Regions from separate parts of the Anas platyrhynchos genome. Here region 1 is linked to region 2. The links are chromatin contacts, called in public Hi-C maps. All regions are on one chromosome and are shown on one strand. Each heading gives the region's core, a stretch centred on a gene start, on an enhancer-like site or on the middle of the called end of the contact. The rest is flanking DNA. Distances are from core to core; before and after follow the strand shown.

Region 1 (5,909 bases), core at 409-2,908, 130 kb before region 2:
AATCTGCTTTGACACTGTAGAAAAGGAGCCTATATAAAGGGGTGTGTTTCCCAATGCACCAGTGAAGGAAAGGATAATACCCATAAGCATGTTTTCCAATCGGCACAAGTGGAAAAGCCAGTGAGAAAACACACTGCCAGCCACAACTGCAGGCAAACCATCACTTTGGACAAAGCAAGGTAGTCCTTGATGTATGGGTATAAAAACCCATTTCAGGAAGAAAAAAAACCCGCACCCAAACCCACCAACATTATGTAGGATAAGTGCAGTGAGGCCAGAGGAAATGAACAGCAACTGAAGTGGTCCTGGACCGGGCCTGTGGGTGTCAACAGTCTGAAACATTCGCCTGTGTCCAGGATTAGTGTTTACTGAATTCTTATGCTCTGGCAACAAGAGACTTCATCGCAAGCAGACTGCACAGCGACTAGGATTTTTAATGACCAATAAATTATCTACTGCTTTGGAAAAGCCTGTTATCATATTTAATTTGACAGCCCCATGCAGGGTGCATTCCATAGACACAAAACAAATGTCAGGCCTCGAGACTAACACACATTTCCCCAGATGCAAAATAGACACTCACCAGTTGCTCTCTTAGGAGGATGGAAAAAGCTAATCCCTCTAAATTATGTAAACCAAACAAAGAATGAAGGCTTAAAGCCTCAGCATTTATTTTTAACAAGTAAAGCATAAACCACACTACTGCTTTCACATCTGCCTTCTAATTTTTTTGCTTTTGAATGATATGCAGTACAACTATTTTAAGATCTGCTCCCGAGTGCCTGCAGCTGGCACAGCATGTAGGGAATAGTAGGTGCTCATTTCTCCTCCGGGCTGATGCCCTGCCTCCTAAATGCTCATCGTGCTCTTGTGCAGAGCCTTGGTTCATGGAAGATCTTTTCCAATCCAACTTTTGTTTAATTTTGCATCAAGAAGGACAGGGAGGGGAGAGCTGTTTCTTTTACTTGTCTTGTATCTCATTCAGATCTGGGCTGGAACAGGAACATAGGAGGAACATCCACCGAACTTTAAGTGCTTTTGAGCTCTGCTTCACATCTGTTATTAATGTATCTTTACATTACCGGGTGGTTTAATAAACAAGGAAGTAAGAGTTGTCCGATGAATTTGGTCCTACCATGTCAGAGCTCTATCCCTGGCTCTGACCTCTTGGACGGACTGATGCAATTACATGCTTCATTTTCCCCGTTTGCAAATTGAAATAACAACGCTTTCCTTTGCCATAACTCATGGGGGGCTGCACAGAGGAGGAGCGCCACATGAGAAGTGAGGTGCTAGTAGAAAACAGTCTGATGAAACAACCTGCCCGCCACTTTGAGGGACAGCAAGAGCCCACCCGACGCTACACAGAGTTGTGCAGGGTGCTACCGCAGAGCAGCATCAAGCAAATAAGAGCGAAGGACAGCGAGCACTTGAGACGCAGCCGAGCCTGCAGAGACTTTAGTCACGATTTACCAAGGCGAACAAGAGGCACTCTCCCACGTCACGAAAAGCCGCGCTGCAGCCCAGCACGCCGAGTTGCAGGAAAGCCCCGCGGTGCTCCGGGAGAGGCTGGCAGAGGGGGAGCATCGCGGGGCGGTGCTGCTCGCCCACCCACCCACCCTCCGCGGGAGCTGCGGGGCTCGGGCGAGCTGCGGCCGGCGGCCGCCAGGGGCCGCCGCGGGGCTGCGGGCACCGAGAGCCGCCGGAGGAGCCGGAGCCGGAGCCGTGCGGGGGGCGGGCGGGGTGCCCGCAGTGCGCGGCCGCGCCGCTGCCTCCGGCGGGAGCGCCCGGGGCCGGAGCGGCGAGGAGGTGAGCACCGAGCCGGGGGCGGCGGGGCCCGGGGTCGCCCTGCAGCGGTGGGCGGCACCTGCCGGGGAGCGGAGCCCAGCCGAAGTTGCAGGGGGGCGGCGATGGGTCGCTGGCTGCTGGAAAACGTGAGCGGTGCCGGGCGGAGGGGATGGGTGAGGGGCCGCGGGGAGCTGCCCCGGGAGGGCAGGGACACGGAGAGCTCCCCAGGGCTGCCCGGCACGGGATGAGCGCCCGGGGAGTGTTAACGGGTCGTGCCCGGTGGGCTGAGGCTCGCTCGTACGCCAAATCAAGCGCAGGGAGGTTGGTACCCTTCTCCGGGTGAGGACGCTTCGCTCTTTCTCCGAGCTGTTTCCGAGAGACAGAATCCTCAGGCATTCGGTTCAAGGAACACGGTTGAAACGTGGCTTGCTTTAGAGCAGGTAATAATAACCCAGAGCTTCCCGTGTCACCGTTAGATGTACGGCTCTAGAGGTCATTTTAGCACAATGGCAAACCTTCATAACAGGTTGCGTTCATAAAGTTCTACTCTGTTTTGAAGGGAGACAAATTTTTGAGGTTTTACTCAGGGTTGAAGGTCATCATCATCATCACAGTTAACAGTGTTTGCCCAAGATCCTAAAGCACTTTACAAAGACGGGTAGTGGTATTGTATCTGCTGTGCAGGACAGAGAAGTCAAGGAGATGAGGAAATGCCAGGTGACTTGCTCAAGGTCATGCAGCACAGCCACGCATAGAGCTAATTCTTACGTGTTCGGTTAAAAGCGTATCACCAGAAATTCTGGCATCCTTTTTCTAACCCCACGTTTTGCTAATGTTATGTATGAGGCTTGATGCAGCTTAAACCAGGAGCGCTAGAGAACTTCAGGGTATGGTTTTGTTTAGCAGAATGAGCAAGGTACAAGTGCTTAGAGGTTTTTAAGCAACTGCAGCTGAGTAATCGAAACCTTTCTGGAATTGGAGGGCTTGAGGAAAGATCAGCTATCTGCAGGCAGCACTGCTGAGTGGTCATGGCTTTTAAATACAAAAACTAATTCATCAGAGTTAAGGCAAATATAGCAAATGTAAGCAATTGCATCCTAAGGACAAAAAAAGAACAAGGCACCTTATGTGGAGCTGTGAGGTGGGTACTTTGGGCTGAGTAAGTACCTCTTTCAGTATTACAGTGCCAGCCTGAAACAAACAGCTAGAGCTAGAAAGCTTACTGTAGGTTTTGTAAAAACAGTGCCAAATGTGTCAGTGGTGTTAATGCAACATTTATAGCTGGAGCATAGCATCAATTATCATGACTTCAAAAAAAAAAAAAAAGAAAAGGGGGAGTGAGGGAGCGCCTGGCTCCTTGCAGCTCCATCCTCGTGGTGTTCATCCCCAGGCTCTGCATTGACGTCATGATGACATGGTGAAGCTGAAGACAGGAGCTGGGAACGGTTCTTCTGCTTCAGTTTTGATAATCAAGTGAATTTGTCGACACTCCGTTCCTCCAGCATGGCTAAGAGCGCAGAAGTGAAGCTGGCGATCTTTGGTCGAGCTGGCGTGGGCAAGTCAGGTATGTTTGCTGTCTGGTTTTCCTTCTGCTTGTCATCAGGTAACTTTTTACTCCCTCTGTGCAGCACTGTACAAACTCTTTGTGCAAAAGGACAGCTGTGAACTTGTTCTTGTCAGAGAGGTCAGGATAAGGCCAGGGCTTCTCTCTTCCTTGCTTTTCATACTACTTTCTCCAGGTTCTCCAAATAAAAGTACTTCTATTGCTTAAAAAAAAAAAAAAAAAAAAAAAAAAAAGAAAACCAAGAACTTCACACACCAACTCAGTGTCACTTCTCATGAAGCCAGAGGCAAGATTCCTCCTCTTTTCCACTGGAACAGAGGCAGTTAGTGTTATTCAGTTTGTTCCTTCACAGCTTGTGCATGTTTGAGGTAATTGTATTATTTTTCCTATTTGTTATTTACTTTATGATCCATTTAAGATCAGACCCTCTGTTAAATATTGGATGACTTCTGATAGGTGTTGCTTGCTGTTATTCTTGTTGATTTCAGTGGGAAAGTTTAGGCTTAGCACCTCAATGGATTTTTTTCCTCTGTGTTCTCTTGGATTTATGTACCTAGCAGGAAACCAAGGAAATGTGATGTGTAAAGTTTGCATTCAGAGAGATCTTTTCAGAAATAAACATAGTCTGGTAAGTTCATACAGGAGAAACACAAGGGGGAGGCATAAATGTTAAAAATCCATTTCTTTAGACAGCCTTTCCCTTGATGAGACAAATGAATGTAACCCTAGGGTTGCAAGCTTTCTCAGGTACTTCAGCGGTGTTGCATTAACTTGACATCTTGAGGACCACTCTCACATGTCTTTGCACAGTAAGGATGAGGAAATAAGAAGATTCAGTCTAATCATGCTCCCGTACCAGTCTGGAATTTTAAGGCGCTGTTTATTTGAGAGAAATCTGCATGAGAGAAGCCAGGGATAGGACACACTTATAAGAGCATTAGGCTGGACTCTCAGCTGCTGTCAAACAACTCTGCTTCCCCAAAGTCACTTTTATGTTAGAATTGTCAAGATTGTGGCCCACAAACTGCTATTATCGTTTCGTTAACTTTGGAACCAGTTTATGAAAGTATGTTTACCCCAAAGGTATTTTAGCAGAACACTATCAGTGAAGTAGTTCTGTCAGCCTTCAGGAAAAAAGGCGTATATGAGGCAGAGGTCATTAGAGATTACACCACTTAAACAAAGCCAATGCAGATTAAATTCTACCTGTTTGAATAAAATACCTGAGGGAATGCTGTTAATATACTGGGATAAGTTTAAACTGTGCCTTCTCTCCTGTTGCCCTCACCCCTGCCACACCTTGTTCCCACATACCTTATGAAATGGAAAAGCTTTAATAAATCTATTTTGGTATTTTACCATTCCTTCCAAGTTTTGCAAGTAACTTCAGTGGCCCTCCTTTTTGTTCATCTTACATTTAGTTGATGGCTTATGTGGTTGTTTTTTCAGGAAATTTTCAGGGAAAAAAAAGTTTTCATGAAAATCAAACTAGTGTTAATCTCCCCTTACTCTGATATTTCTAGCCTTTTGAGACTTCATCTTTAAAAATGCAAAACTACTAGTTAAATGCTCTGTTAAAATGCCCTACCAGCATTGGATCAGCAAGAGTCTTTCATTTTTGTCCACAGTACACTTTTTTTTTTTTTTTAATAGATTTCAGTAAACTAGGATTTTATGGTAAAAATGTTTTCCTGTAGTCCTGGAGATAGGTGGGAGATTGTTTTCGGTGTAATACCATAAAAACATCCCAGTCCTTCAGAGTTCCCCTCCTCTTTTTTTTTTTCTTTTTTTTTCTCTCTCCTTTGAGATGCAGGGAGATATTACATAAAATATGACTAAGATCCCATCTTTTCGATTATTACCACGCATGTGAATCTGTGTTGAAATGAAGGCACAAATACGTGGGCAGCACAACAAAGGTGAATTTAAGAGGGTGGAAAGGCTACGGAGTGCTACCAACCACCCCTATGGAACAGCAACTGCCTCCCAGAATTTCCGTCTGTCTTATGAAAAACCCTCTTGTACGTTCCCATAAAAGGATTCAGTTCTGACAACTCAGCCAATTCCAGAGAACTAAGAGGGGTGGTGGTGGTGTCTGAAAGTGCCTGTTTGCCTGTAACCAACAGTAGCAACGTGGAAGCGCTGTTAGACCTTTGCTGAAAGCAGAGCTGGACACAAAGTAGTCTCCAGATAACTGGATTTGGCAGATCAGTACCCTACTAGATTAATGTCTTTTTTAATGTTCCTGTGTCATTTCTTATCCCTGTGGCCAGTATGTAATATAGTGTAGAGACAGGATCCCGTGGCAATACGTCACTGGCATAGACTTGGCCAGACAGCTGAAAGGTAAGCCAGACTCTAGAAGCAAGAATGCAAGGCAGGACACTAAAGCAGACTAGATACATGTGATGAAAATGAGACATTGGGTGAAAAATAAGGCTACTGTAATTGCCAGAAAGTCATGCCAAAATATGGTCACTGGCTTGCTTTCTTGGCTCTGTCTTCATTTTCTGAAGAAGAGCCAGGCATTAGGTTCTTACTCTGCAAGTGGCTTCAA
Region 2 (6,320 bases), core at 225-2,724:
TGCCAAGTCAACAACATTCATTTCCAAGATACTTACCAGAAGAGTTCAAAGTATGTTACTTAAATCAAGTTCTTTGGAGAGATTTACATTCTCTTTCATATATTCTGGCCAGTGCTGAGCAAATGGCTAACACCGTACATGATTAGAGCAGTAATACTTGGCACACTTCAAATTTTGGCCTCTATGCAGACTAAATTCTAAAAGAAAATCTCCCTGTTACTTGTTATTTCCCTTTTAATCTGGAGATTTTTCCTATGATAGATGCGTGCATAAATTTGCATCATTGCGTTATAGCAAGGACTTTCCTTCCTCACTCACAATAATGAGAATTTATCTTAGAAGGGGTTGCAGAAAAAGATAGTCCAATAATTGGCATCTTCTTAATGCTATAAGTTGAAAGGAAAAGTATTGACTACACAAAGAAAGCAAATTATGTTCTTACTTCTAATGTCAGATGTTCCTGGTAAACAGGAAAAGCTGAGAGCACCTGAACCTTATTGTCTGCAGTCATTCACTTCATTATTTCTCCTCTTGCGAGTGTTTCTTGTCCTCAGGAAGTCAGTTATGCATCCTGAAGAGATCACCTTCTATAATACTTCATGTGATTTCATACTCAATATTATTTCACATTAAAAAAAAAAAAAAAAAAAGTGATGGGAGGAGGGCAAACCAAGTGATTTTTTGTATATAGTATACTGAAACTAAGCTTTGTATCTTTTTCACTGAGATCACAATTGCTCCAATGTTGTTTTTTTCCCTGTCCTCAGTGTATGTTTGCCCTAGAAAAAATCTTCTCCCAGACGTGATGCTGCACATAGAGAACAGAAAATACACCCAAGAGATGCTGCCATTTCTTTGTCCTAGTTGGCAGTGCTGGAAGTCATACTGAATTGGATCCACGAGTTCATCAGTCTGTGAAATCATAAGAGTGAGAACAGTGATGGCTTTTTTCCCCTAAGGAATGACAGACGTTTCTTTTTTCGATTTACATATATAGAATGATCCAGTACAGGAACTACTCCAGTGATGTTCCTGTACTATTTCTCAGCAGAAAGGAACAGACCTCTTTCAAGTTCATCTAAAGCTACAAAGAAACATTAAGAGGTGTTTAAAGACCAAGAGTCTGCTTTGGGTTCTGCTATAAAACTCCTGTCTACATTGGCATCAGGTTCTGATTGCTCATTTAAAGCAAAAAGACAGTAATGCTTATTGATGCCTTCAGGATTCCTGAGCCATAGCTTATTAATGAAGTTGACCTGCTTGTTTCAATTACACCTCAGTCACACATCTGACATCTTCTGCTATTTATTGGAAACGGACTCTCTCCATCCAGGGAATTTCACCCTAGATGGCTGAGACTGCATGGTTATTACACACTGAAAAGAGACTACTCAAGTCGATCCAGACTACTGAGATGAAGAAACCATAATAGGAGACAGTATGGTCTGCTGCCGTGCTTCTCAACCACAGAGCTAGGTTACCAGAGGTGAAGGTAAATGTGTCTGTGTTGTAGTTACTCTGCCAGCTCTTTGCAGTACACAAGGTTTTGAAAGTTTTACTAGACAATTAAAGAAAGATAAACACAGTCCCCTCCTCTTACACTTCAAGGTCAAGTATTGCTTCCTTAACCCATTAATTCCCACAGAAAACTGTATCATGGACATGGTTTCCACCCTCACTTTTCCTCCCACATTTCTCTTCTATTCTAAATTTGAAGATTCAGTTAAAGTTTTAGATCTCTAATACGAAGTAACTAACTAGAGAGGGGAGGGAGGGCGGCAATGGGGTGAGGGGGAAGACAAACCCCAATTTGTTGCTGTTTTGCTGTTTATAGATTCTGGCGAGTCTAAAGGCAGGAGTCCTTGAGTCTTCTTCCTACTATGTGACTTCAGTAAAGTCACTTCAGCTCTCTCTAAGACTGGTTTTTATTCTTAAATGGGGCAAATGACATATTCCTTTTTCTGAGGTTCACATATGAAATGTGTTTGATGACCAGTTAGTGGCATTGATGAGAGCAAATCATCAAAGATAAGAAATAGACCAAAGAGAAATGGTGGATTATAACTGGAAGAGTGGCGAATGTTTAGAATTTCAAAATTTGCTTTTACCTGAGAGGTCTTTTTTTGCAGATATATTTCCAAACAATTTTCTTTTTATAATTTCACTGTAAATTGAACAGAATAGTCTGAATTTAAGATACTTACACATGTGTATCTTTATGAACTTGGCATTTTTTTCCCCAGAATTTTCTCATAGATAATTTTACTCTGATTTCATCTTTTAAAATAGTAGAGTAGCATGGCTAATGCTTTGATGTATGATAAAACAGAATTTACAAGAAGTCCTGTCTTGAATAGTTTTAAAGGAAGCAGCAGGTAGAACTGAAGCTTGAAGAAGATGCTGACAATCAGTTATAGCTTTTGAATTTCAAATCAGCATTGAACAAAATCTCTGGGGCCAGCATTCTCCTCAGTGAAACTACAGTGAGACCCACAATGCTGGACATGCAGAATTTGACCAGAAACATATTATTGGACAACGCATTTGTTAGTGACTTCATGAGTTTCAGCTTTCCATCAGTGCAAGGATTATGTACTGAGTGTGCTTGTGTCTATCTGGTAGCAAGGTGTCAGAATTAAAAAAAAAAAAATAGAGAGAGAGAGAGAAAGAATATAGAGGTAATGATGTTTCTGTTCCTGTGTCTTTTTGCTTGAATTTTATTATCATTAGAGAAAGGTTCAAAACTGTGGAAAGAAAATGGAATACAAACAAAGTTCCAAATTTCACAGCTGGAACATGTATCTCCCATGAGATGATTTGAAACACTAGGTCTGAACATCTTTAATTTGGATCCTTTTCAGACCTAAATTGTGTAGCAAGACCCAGGTTGAGCTATACTGATTTCTAGATTCACATGCCAGCAAACATGTAAACTAAGCAGAGTTCAAAGTCCAGGTCAGAAAATTTCCATACTCAGCCTAAGCAACCCCTTTCACGAGCTGTTTGAGCAAGTCTGAAAATTAATTTATACTGCTGAAGTAGAATAAAATAACACAGAGAGATAAAAGAATCTTGATGGAGGGATTAGGTTCAACAGTTCCCGATTTTAAGAAAAAAGGCTTTTGAAGAAGAGCAGAGAAGGCAAGCCCTGAAGAAAATAATTAGCCAAGAGAAAGTGTTTTTGCTGGATTGTGGGAACAACCTGAAATGGCTTTCCCTTTGGGACCTCAGTTGCAGAGACTTTGCTGGCTGCCCCAGAGATTCCCTTACTGTCTTTGAATCATGAATCTCCACAGCTGCCTTCTGGGAAACAACTGCTGTCACCAGAGAAGAATGAATCACAACAAGGAGGAAGGTGGCTAAATAGCCTGCTTGCAAAGAAGAAGACGTAGGGAAACACAACGGAGCTCAGCAGACTATATAAATTAAAATCCTCCTACCTTGTGAAAATAGGATATCAAAATGGATTAAGAAAATAAATTTCACTATATTCAAAGAAATAATGGAGCACTGCACAGGTGGACTGAATGCAGAGGGAATGGTGAAGGAAACAGACAATGATTCTCGACAGTGGCTGGAAAGGAAAAAAGAAAAATGACAATTCTTGATAAACTCTCACAAGCCTGAAGATGACTTTTTTTTTTTTTTTTTTTTCCCAAAAGATCTAAAAAGTACTGTACAAAGTACAGTGGTCTTTTCCCCCTGCAAGATTAATTAAAAATAATAATGCAGAAAACCCATGCACATGCCCTTTTGCTGAGTGCTTTCAGAACTGGTTCTCAGTAAAGAATAGTTTGGAACAATCTGTCTCTGGTATGCACCCAAAGAAGTCAATAAAACAACCCCAAAAAAGAGAATTTTTCCATTTTTATGTAATCTGAAATATGTGAAACAGCTTATTGGAGAACATGGAAACAGAGGAAAGATCACCCTTCACTTTAGATAGTTCACTGAGATTCCCTGAACAAATATTTGAATTCTTGCCTATATATCTCCTGGATATAAAAAATAACCCAGAAAAAGTCATAAAATAAAATTGTGGGACACAGTAATATTCTGTATCATTTGTTTCTTGTGTTATGTACTTGAAGAAACAAACTCACAGACATATCTGCCTACATTTCACTAGTTATATGTTTTGAAGGTTAAAGACATCACTGCAAAATTTCATTGGGTTTCTGAAATGCAAAACTGAAAAAAAATATATCTTCATCTTTCTGAGGCACAGTACATTTGTGCTATATTAAAAAGAGTACACTCAGTTCAAAAAAGTCATTAAATACAAATACATAATCGTGGCATAAAGTTCATAGACCCCCAAGTACACCTTTAAGTGTTTTTCCCGTAGCATAATTTCCACAGTTAATCAAATGAGAAGACGAGATTACATTACTTGACTTTTTCAGATCAGTTTACAGCTGAAAATTGCTTGTGAATTTAAACTTGCTTCTTTCCTTCTGGGAAAGCCCTCACCAAAGACTGTCACCTGAGCAGCACTACCACCTTGTGGCGTGGTGTTCCCAACCAAGAGGTGGCCAGTCGTCAAAACCCTGCAGAACAGATGTTCCTCTCACTGATGTTGGCAAACTCTGGAGTGCACAGAAGACACTTCCCCCTGTTATGGAATGGTCCAAAGCCCAGTGACATCAATTTTTCAGTCTGGTCACAGACAAACGCCAAAGAACTGAGAATTACTGAAGGTTCACACGTCTTGCTAGGAATAACAGAGATGGTTCTCTTTAAAGAAAGAAGTGAAGATGCTATTTTTATTAGTATCCAAAATGGTAATATACAAGCATCTACACAGCACTTGGTCCTGTAACAGGCTAGAAAACTTTATGGTGTCTTATGTAGGGAACCACAGGCTTCTATACTCAAAGGAATCAGTACCAAAGAGCACAGAATATGTACAACTTAATCAGGGGAGGAAAAACAATCAAGGAAATCATATGTCAGTAGAAAATAAATAATAATAATAAACATGACAAGGTGTGAATAAAGTTATTGAGTTCAAATTAAACCATAGACCAAGGCTCAAGTAAGTTCCTGCAAGGGTGCCTCAAACACCTAAACACTACTATGGTAAAAACAAGAGGCAGAAGCTCAATACTTGTACAAAATCCAAGCTGGAATAAAGATTTTTACAATCCAAAACCCCCTCCAGCCAAGTGAACAGGCCCACATGTAGCAGCCCAGAGGCAATGCTGAACACAGGTACGTGTCTGAGATCCACACCCTCTGTACAACATAAAAACGTGCAACTAACTCCAAAAATTCTTTAATAACACTTACCTTTTTTTTTTTTTTTTTTTTTTTTTTTTTTTTTTTAATGTGAATTTCAGTCCTCTTACCACCCTACCAAGGAAAATGCACTTATAGAACCCTCTGTTACATTCCGTGAAACTGGCACTCCTTTCTAAACAGGCATATAACTTCAGGAGGAAAGACTTGGATGGGGGAATTTACAGGCCAAGCCAAAAAAAAGGGATTCCCAGAGAACAGAGACCAAATTTCAAATAAATCTGAGATCAATGGTATCCTTTTAATCCACATCCCAAGTAAGGCTGGATTAATGAGTGAGGTAACGCACTGCAAAGGACTGCTACTAGTGGGACACCTTTCCCAGTGAAAGAGGAAAGGATCTGGATAATCTACTGCCGGGAATACTACATATGGAGCAAAGAAATGCTTACTATTAAATTCCATTTACATTCTGTTGCCATTCCTACTACTTTTCTGAAACCCCAACTTTATGACTGTAATCTCTTTCCCCTGGATAGGCTTTCTTGTTTGTAACACAGCTGTACATGCACCTGTATCTGTACAGGCTGGGGGATGACATGCTGGAGAGGAGCTCTGAGGAGAAGGACCTGGGGGTCCTGGTGGATGACAGGCTGACCATGAGGCAGCAGCATTCCCTCATGGCCAAGAGGGCCAATGGGAAACTGGTGTGCATTAAAAGGAGCGTGGCCAGCAGGTCAAGGGAGGTGATCCTCCCCCTCTACTCTGCCCTGGTCAGGCCTCACCTGGACTACTGTGTCCAGTTCTGGGCTCCCCAGTACAAAAAAGACAGGGATCTCCTGGAGAGAGTCCAGCGGAGGGCCACAAAGATGATACAGGGCCTGGAGCATCTTCCTTATGAGGAAAGACTGAGAGACCTGGGTCTGTTCAGCCTGGAGAAAAGAAGACTGAGAGGGGATCTCATCAATGTGTATAAATACCTGAGGGGTGGGGGACAGAGGGATTTGGCCAACCTCTTTTCAGTGGTTTGCAGGGACAGGACAAGGAGTAATGGCCACGAGATAGAGCACAGGAAGTTC

What was found. A called contact is a pair of places that touch in the nucleus more often than the background predicts.
Region 1: a Hi-C map of small yellow follicle shows a contact between it and region 2, with 3 times the contacts expected there. The contact joins the promoter of RERG here to the enhancer-like site in region 2. A contact is called at or near these places in 2 of 8 Hi-C or Micro-C datasets (F5 follicle and small yellow follicle).

The regions. Positions count from the first base shown.
Region 1 is chr1:66,164,459-66,170,367 of IASCAAS_PekinDuck_T2T, reverse strand. It overlaps RERG (RAS like estrogen regulated growth inhibitor), which reads left to right and starts at 1,658. Exons shown (of 5, transcript XM_027462567.3): 1 at 1,658-1,809; 2 at 3,179-3,352. The coding sequence starts at 3,292. It overlaps PTPRO (protein tyrosine phosphatase receptor type O), which reads right to left and starts at 1,613. Exons shown (of 27, transcript XM_038173071.2): 1 at 1,474-1,613. The coding sequence starts at 1,587.
Region 2 is chr1:66,037,500-66,043,819 of IASCAAS_PekinDuck_T2T, reverse strand. No RefSeq gene overlaps it. Among named protein-coding and RNA genes, the nearest start is that of RERG, 130 kb to the left of the region's middle. Within about 2 kb of position 1,474, at least 3 of the 8 cell types and tissues checked have an H3K27ac peak or open chromatin away from gene starts, as enhancers often do. A contact at or near this core is called in F5 follicle and small yellow follicle, where this site is marked.